Linked DNA regions of Mus musculus: regions 1 and 3 are each linked to region 2. The links are chromatin contacts, called in public HiChIP or PLAC-seq maps. All regions are on one chromosome and are shown on one strand. The core of a region is the stretch at or near the end of the contact, and the rest is flanking DNA. Distances in the headings are between cores, read along the strand shown.

What was found. HiChIP or PLAC-seq counts read pairs in DNA pulled down with a chosen protein or histone mark.
Region 1: an H3K4me3 HiChIP or PLAC-seq map of stem cell-derived neural progenitor cells shows a contact between it and region 2, with 7 times the contacts expected there. The contact joins the promoter of Catsperg2 here to the promoter of Kcnk6 in region 2. A contact is called at or near these places in 2 of 115 datasets of contacts at active chromatin or transcription factors (embryonic stem cells and stem cell-derived neural progenitor cells).
Region 3: an H3K4me3 HiChIP or PLAC-seq map of embryonic stem cells shows a contact between it and region 2, with 22 read pairs. The contact joins the enhancer-like site here to the promoter of Kcnk6 in region 2. A contact is called at or near these places in 5 of 39 promoter capture datasets (cranial neural crest, embryonic stem cells, hippocampal neurons and 1 more), 1 of 484 Hi-C or Micro-C datasets (embryonic stem cells), 3 of 115 datasets of contacts at active chromatin or transcription factors (differentiating embryonic stem cells and embryonic stem cells) and 2 of 9 other capture datasets (embryonic stem cells and pancreatic islet).

The regions. Positions count from the first base shown.
Region 1 is chr7:29,725,665-29,728,364 of GRCm38.p6, reverse strand. Catsperg2 (cation channel sperm associated auxiliary subunit gamma 2) reads left to right here and starts at 1,333. Exons shown (of 29, transcript NM_029714.4): 1 at 1,333-1,437.
Region 2 is chr7:29,231,163-29,233,862 of GRCm38.p6, reverse strand. Kcnk6 (potassium inwardly-rectifying channel, subfamily K, member 6) reads left to right here and starts at 1,341. Exons shown (of 3, transcript NM_001033525.3): 1 at 1,341-1,701. The coding sequence starts at 1,380.
Region 3 is chr7:29,540,019-29,542,718 of GRCm38.p6, reverse strand. No RefSeq gene overlaps it. Among named protein-coding and RNA genes, the nearest start is that of Gm38982, 14 kb to the left of the region's middle. Within about 2 kb of position 1,313, at least 4 of the 459 cell types and tissues checked have an H3K27ac peak or open chromatin away from gene starts, as enhancers often do. A contact at or near this core is called in embryonic stem cells, where this site is marked.

The DNA of each region.
Region 1 (2,700 bases), core at 84-2,583, 490 kb before region 2:
TCCTCCTTTTGGGCCGATACGTCATCTAGCAGGGCCTGTGTCCAGATAACTTGGTGTCTCTGTCTACCACAGCTGCTCCAGCATGTTTCCTCTCTTCTTCTAGATAGCTGCTCCTGTCTGTCAACCAGGTAATGTCTGCACCCTCTAGTGGCTGGTCTGTCAGATCTTTATGCCACCCATGTGCCTTAGCAAGAGCTTGCTGACAGTCATGGGCAGGGGGCTCTAAGTAGCATGACCCCAGTCAATTCTGAGACTGAAGGCAATTTTCCCAATCTGCTTTGTATAGTATTTTAATTTCATGCAAGTATTCAGGGCGAGCAGTACAGTAAGGAACTAACAAGGCAGTAAGCAAAAGTCCCGTGATTACTCCTGTGACAGGTGTTTAAAAGTGCTTGTCATAATGACCAAAATACTTGAGCCCACTTCCTTGTCCAAGCCCAAAATCTTGCCTGAAGCCTACTTCTTTTGTTGCACCCTAAGATTAAAATTCCTGCCTTACCCCACTTCCCTATTATAGCCTAAAGTTAGATTTTTTTTTTTAAAGGACAGCATTCTCAACAAATGGTGCTGGTTCAACTGGCAGTCAGCATGTAGAAGAATGCAAACTGATCCATTTAAAAAAACTTTTTAATTATTTTTTATTTATATGAGTACACTGTAGCTGTCTTCAGACACACCAGAAGAGGGCATCATATCCTATTACAGATGGTTGTGAGCCACCATGTGGGTGCTGGGAATTGAACTCAAGACCTCTGGAAGAGCAGTCAATGCTCTTAACCGCTGAACCATCTCTCCAGCCCCTAAAGTTAGATTCTTGCCTAAGCAAGAAACTTACTTCCTTATCATGCCCTAATGCTAGATTCCTGCCTGAACTTATGTCCCTGTCATGGCCAATGTCAGATTCCTGTGTGAAGCCCATTTCCTTGTCCTAGGCCAATGTCAGACTCCTGCCAAGCGGTACCTCAAAAGGCCCTCCACAAAAACGCTCAAGCCTAAGTTGGCTAATATTTAACTACCCTCCTACTTGAATATGATCTGCCCACTTCCAGATCTGCCCACCTCCAGATCACATTAGCTCAAACACACAAAGGTTCTGGAACATCTTGGCTCCTCAGGAGAAGTTTTGATCTAGAGGTCAAACATGAACAGTGCCTCTGTCAGAACAACCATTATAAATTCCTCTGTTTCCTTCTGAGAACAAAGCTACAGGTTTCCAGCATTTTTAGCCTGTCACACATCTGAGAGCCTGACTTGCTAGAGCCCTGCTCTCAAGGCCTTGGGCCCGTGCTGGGAAAATTCGCGTTACCATGGAAACGCGCAAGCCACGCAGGCCTGCCTCGTGCAAGGTGGAAGTCCAAGCAGCCATTTTAGGAGCTGGAAAGAGGGGTTGAACAGGCACTGCCAAGCAATGGTTGACCGGTTTTAACCAAGTGACTGGTACGGTGGGGCGGGGAGAAGAGGACGGTGCCATCCTAGGGGATGATGGGGTGTGTGTGTGTGGGGGGGGGAGTTGAGAAGGAGAGGGGAGGGGTGGGAGGCAAGGCAAGGAAAGGCTGGGAAAAGAGCAGGGCCAGGCAAAGAAAGGGCGAGGTGAAGGCCAGGGCGTGGCCTGAAGGATGGGTTTGGGTGCGGCTAGAAGAGGCGGGGCATAGGGCAGGTGGATGTTCAGGGAATGGACAGGAGAGATGAGAGAAGGTGGAGGGAAAAGGTGTTGGTGGGGACAGTGAGGATCGCGAAGTCAGCGTGGGTGTGGAATGACGGGAGGTCTTGCGGCCAGAGGACCATCTTTACCCAGGAGAGACCCAGAGATCAGGAGCGAAGTCCAGGCAGAGACACAAACTGGGGCAAGGAGAGAATTGTTTACCAGAGGGGGTTCGGTAAAGAGAGAGCCAAATGGGAGGACAGGTCTGGTAGAGAGAGAACGGACTGCAGTGAGGAGCGACTACCCTGCGAGGAAACAACCGGAGGCGAGGAGAGACCCCAAGGAGTAGAGAGGCCCCACGACCAGGAAAGGTTCCCTAAGGAGAAGGTGGCCCGGCGGGGCGAGCTGGTGCTGAGGAGAAATCACCAAGGCGGGAGAAGGGCTTTAAAGAAAAGGGGTGCGACGAGCAGGAGGGCCAGGTTGCCCTGGACCCAGGGAGAAGTGGCCAGGACCAGGGGCGTGGCCAAGAGAGGAGACAGTGAGGATTCGAACTACTGCAACACTTGGGGCCTGAACCAGGACCAGGGGCGTGGCCAAGAGAGAAGGCAGAGTGAAGATCCGCTCTACCACAACACTTCAGACTGGAGCCAGGACCAGGGGCGTGGCCAGGAGAGAAAGCTGAGCAGGATCTGATTTCCAGAAAGATTCAGACTTTAAGCCAAGGCAAAGCGCCTAGCGAGTAAGGAGGTGTGGATGAGGAAGAAGACTAGAAGCAGAGCAGGAGCGAAAAGGGGCGTGGCGAAGAGCAGTGTGAGGGCGGGGAACCTTGTGAGGGCGGAGCCAAGTCCCCTGAGGGGCGTAGTGGTAAGGAAAACACTCTGGCAAGACAAGAAAAAAAAGAGGGACTTGGTAGGTTAGGAGTTCCAAGAACTGGAACAGAGAAGAGCAAGGCCAGGGCAAAGGGGGAGAGAGCAACTAGGAAGCAGGGTGAAAAGAGCCGCAGGGGTAGGGACAGTAGTAAGAGCAGGGGCGGGGCGAGGAGTATTAGTAGGGGAGGA
Region 2 (2,700 bases), core at 92-2,591:
CTGCCCTCCACACAGCAGTAAGGAGAGCACTGAGTCCACGTCATAGAGGGACGTGAGGGGACCTACAGGAGAAAAATAAGGGAAACCCTGCTTTCAGTTTTACCTATTAATTTACTATTGAGACAATGTCTCACTTTGTCACCCTGGCTGACCTGGAACTCCCTCTGTAGAGCAAGCTTCCCTCACAGAGCGATCCATCTGCCTCTGTCTCTGCCTCCCAAGTGCTGGGATTAAAGAAGTGAGCCACCCCCTAGGCTACTTACTAGTTTGTTGTTGGTTTTTGTTTTGTTTTGAGACGGGGCTTTGCTGCTCTACCTTTAACTTTTCTAATGTACGTAGGAACATCTCAGCCTCCAGGAAAAGGGAGTCCCTACCCTGGATATAGATATATACATATCTATATACATATCTATATCCAGGTCATCTGCAGAAGCAACTAATACTCTTAGCTATTCTCTCCAGCCACTCCACCACACCTTTTGAGACAGGTATTCACTAGGTAGCCCAGGTTGGCCTGGAGCCGGTGATGGCCCAGTCTATTGCTCAAATGTTAAGGTTATTATGTGCAAGCCACCACAACCACATCCGAAATTTATTTGCTCATTTTTGTGTGTGTTCTGTGTTTCTTGAGACTGTGTCCTACTATGTAGCCCTGGAACTTACTATGTACACAGGCTGGCTTGAACTCAGAAATATAGCTGCCTCTGCCTCCTGAGTGCTGGATAAAAGGGGTGCGCCACCATGAAAGTAAGCAATGTATTGTTTATTTATTGAGACAGAGGTCTTCCAACAATGCCCCCTGACTCCTGGTCAATTATTCCGAAATCGTAGGCCCCTCCCACCCACCCACAACTTATCCCACGTCTTAGTGCCTCAAGCAAACACTGGGTACAGTGCAGAGGCAGGCAGATTTCTAAGTTCCAGGCCATCCTGGTCTACAGAGTGAGACAGGACAGCCAGGGCTACACAGAGAAACCCTGTCTCGAGAAAAAAAAAAAAAAAAAAAAAAAGGTTACAAACAGAAAGCTCCCACTTCGGAGGAGAGTTTCAGATCTGAGTTAAGGAGTCGCGAGGAGGAGAGTTGCAAGGAACTTCAGGCAGGAAAGGACTCCGCAGCCCTTCCCATCCCATTTGACTCCCCGATCCCGGAGCGTCGAACTCCACCCTCCGGTGTCCCTGTACCTACACCAGGTGTTTGGGCGTGCCTCAGTTTCCCAGCGTCAGGGCGTTCCGCCAGCCCCGCTCCTCCCCCTTTTTCCTTTTCCTCTTCCTCTTCGGGGCGTCGGTGGCCGCGCCTGGAGCTCCCGGAACTAAAAGCGGACCTCGGGCGGTGGGCCGGCGGGGGCCACGTCAGCGGGTGTCGGGGCTGTACGGGCACCATGCGGCGGGGCGCGCTCCTGGCTAGCGCCCTGGCCGCCTACGCCGGGTACCTGGCGCTGGGCGCGCTGCTTGTGGCGCGGCTGGAGCGGCCTCACGAAGCCCGGCTGCGGGCAGAACTGGGGACCCTGCGGGAGCAGCTGCTACAGCACAGCCCGTGCGTGGCGGCTCACGCCCTGGATGCCTTCGTGGAGCGGGTGCTGGCGGCCGGACGGCTGGGGCGCGCAGCGCTCGCCAACGCCTCGGGAGCTGCCAACGCTTCGGACCCTGCGTGGGACTTCGCCTCGGCGCTCTTCTTCGCCAGCACGCTTGTCACCACCGTGGGTAAGTGAGTGCTATCCATCACCCAGTCCCAGATAGTGTCCGGACCCCTTAACATACACCTTCATCCCAATCGTCCTGGTGCTCTCAGAACAACCTCCATTCCCAACTGACCCACACTGGCCACAGCTGCCTCATTTGGAGAGCCCTCGTACTACACACCCCAGTTCCCTTGGAATACTTTCTCAGACAGCATCCCCTTTGGTGCCTTTTTGTTTGGTTTTGAGATAGCATGTACCTTTAGGCGCAGGTTGGCTTGGAATTTCATCCTCCTGTCTCAGCCTCCTAAATGCTGGGATTACAGGTGTGGGTCACCAGCCTGGCTCACTCTTGTCTTAATCCTAGGATTATCATAGATGATTGGCAAGGGCCTTGGTAGGGCTTTCCTTGGGTGTCTAACCTCGGGGGCTGTGTTACAATAGGGCTGGCACACCATCTCTTCCAGCCTTGTCTTCTGGCTCCAGATAGGTCCTTTCTGGAACAGCCCACTTTAACTTCCTCCTGAACTCAGTGCCCCAGTGAACTGTGAGTTGAACTCAGGCCTTCATGCATGCTAGTCAGTAATAGCAGGGCAACATTACTGGAGGTCTGTCTTCTAGGAAGAGACCTTAGCCTGACCTGAGACCGGTTCTAGGATCCCTTCCGCTTTGGGCACTCTCCAGCAAGATCCCTGGTCCGGGGACTAACAGACTGACTGAAGGTCCCCCCCTCCCCCCCTCTCCTGGACTTCCTACTCTAACACAGGGCTCCTCCACCCATCTTTACACCTCCCCTGAGTTGTTGGGATTCTCCCAATGTTTTCCACTCTAGACTCAGATTCCTGGATCAGCAGCTCCTACAGCGGGCTGTAAGAATGGCGCGAACCCAGAGCGTCCTCAAGGAAGAACCATTGGCTGATTGGCTGTCCCGCTTGAAATCCTCCAAGTTGAGACTCCTACCCCTAACTACCTCCAGCAAAACCTCTTGCTCTTTTCTTTTTTCTTTTTTTTCTTTTCTTTTTTT
Region 3 (2,700 bases), core at 64-2,563, 310 kb before region 2:
AACATCTGTGCACAATGTGTGCAGTGCCTGTGGAGGCCAAAAGAGGGTAACAACTCCCTTCAAACTGGAGTTATAGATGGTTAGGAGCTGTCATATGGGTTCTGGGAACTAAAAGGCAGCAGGCTTTCTTAACTGTTTCTTAACTCTTAGCTCTCTGTGAATCATAAAATAGAATATGTATTGTGACCCAAAACCTTGCCTTGTCGCGGTTCTGTTTTTTTCTAGAATTTGACAGACTCCATCAGACCCTTTCATTCGTTGCTTTGTGTAGTAGATGTTGGGGTTCAGGAATTCACCCCACAAACCATACAAACATGGATCTCAGTTAAGCAAGAATAGTTTATTGAATGCACAACCCAAGACTTATTGATCGCAGCCACCAAAAAAAAAACCCAAAAACCTGGGAGCATAATTGTGGTACCAGTCTGTTCTTATCGCAGGCTTTTTTATAGGAAAAGCCAAGTTCAGAAGTTCAGAAGGCAAGGCTGACTAGACAAAGAATTATCAACTAGCTTTTAGGCTGATTGGTCCTGCATGAGGAAAGGAGTGGTGGATGGGTGGTGAACAGGGGAGTCTCGGAGCACTGGGGTGACTGAGCCTGAGAATTACAACCACAGAGCTATGCCCTTTTAGGAGAAGTTGTCAGTGTCATCTGTGCGTAATTCCCTGAGAACCTGAACTGAATTTCATCTTCTGAGCAAAATGGAGACTGAATACAAAATGGCTGCAGTTATGTTCAAAGGAGCTGGCCTCCACAGTAGCTGAGGGAGGGAGCCTATAGCCCGTTTCCCACAATCCCTTAACTGCTACTTTCCAGTTAGGATCCACCAGAGGGGGAGACTCTGGTGAGAAATTAGAAAAGCAGGAAGAAGAAGACGTAGTCTGCCTGGTTCTGACAGTAGAGACCAGTCTGGCCACCCCATCAGCACCAGGAATGGGTATAATGGGTTTCAGGAGTCCCGGTAGGTCCAGCTCTGCCTCCGGCAATTCTACACCAACAGTGGGTGGGCACTAGCATGAAGCTGCTGATCCACCAAGCTTGCCTCCTGGGGTCCACAAGGCTCACACCTCCAGTTTTGTTTCTCTTACCCTACTCCCTCTCCTTCCCTCCCTCCCTCCCTCTCCTTTTCCCTCTCTCCCTCTCCCTCCTCTCCCTCCTCTCTCTTCTCTCTCTCTCTCTCTCTCTCTCTCTCTCTCTCTCTCTCTCTCTCTCTCTCTCTCTCTCTCTGAGACAGGGTTTCTCTGTGTAGGCCCGGCTGTCCTGGAACTCGCTTTGTACACCAGGCTGACCTTGAATGTGCAGAGACCTGCCTGCCTCCGCCTCCAGAGTGCTGGAACAAAGGGCGTGCAGCACCACGCCCAACTCTCCTAGCCTCCTCTTGTGTTTATAACCATTTTCCTATTTTAAACATTAACTGGGAGCTGGGGAGACAGCTCAGTAGGTAAAAACACTTTCCATGGCAGCCTGATGACCTAACTTGAATTCCTGGAACCTGTGTTTTGAAAAAAACAAAAAACAAAAAAAAAACCCCCGGATACCGTGGTAGGCATCCGTAAGCCCAGTACTTCTACAATGAGATGTGAAGACAGAAGCACTGGCCACTCTGGTGACAACGCAGTGCAGTGACAAGAATAACAAGACTGCCTAGGCCAGGTAGAAGTGAAAAAACAGCTCCTCAAAGTTGTTCTCTCTCTCTCTCTCTCTCTCTCTCTCTCTATCTCTCACACACACACACACACACACACACACACCATGGTATACACATGACCCCACCACCACACAATTAAAAAGCATCTGATTGAACTATCTAAAGTATCTGTCTTTAAAAATATTTATTTAGTGTGTGTGTTTTTTGCCTTCATGTGTGCAGTGCCAAAAAAAGCCAGAAGGTGGCGTCAGATCACTTAGAATTGGAGTTGCAGTTTGAGACTCCGTGTGGGTGCTAGGAACCAAATTAGAGGCCTCTGCAAGAGCGGCGGGTGTTCCTGAGCACTGGGCCGTCTTACCAGCCCTGGACATTGGTTTTCTTGCGTGAATTCAGGCCTTGGCAAGATTCTTGATCGGCTTCCCTTTCATTGGCTTTCTTTCTTCCCTGTAGGGAAGCATGGTTGTCAGGCTTCAAGTGTTCATTTTAACAGTGGTCTCAAATCTTTTAAAATTCCACATTGAAGCCGGGCATGGTGGCGCACGCCTTTAATCCCAGCACTTGGGAGGCAGAGGCAGGCGGATTTCTGAATTCCAGGCCAGCCTGGTCTACAAAGTGAGTTCCAGGACAGCCAGGGCTACACAGAGAAACCCTGTCTCAGAAAAAAAAAAAATTGCACATTGAAGCAATAAAACCTTTAATCATTTATACCAATATATGCATGACTATTTGCAAATTATATACTTGTTTTGCTTTTACAATACATCTATTAAATATGACTAACTGGATGCTGGAGAGAGACCTCAACAGGTAAGAGCATAGCTAGTGTTTTCTATTTGTTTTGTTTTTTGTTTTCCTTTTTCTTTTTGTTTTGGCAAAGGGTTTCTCTGTGTAACAGCCCTTGGCCATCCTGGAACTCCCTCTGTAGACTAGGCTAGAATCAAACTCAGAGATCTGCCTGCCTCTGCCTCCCCGGTGCTGGGACTAAAGATGGGTGCCACCACATCTGTCGAGCACATGCTATTTCTGAAGAGAAGCTGAATTCTGTTGCCAG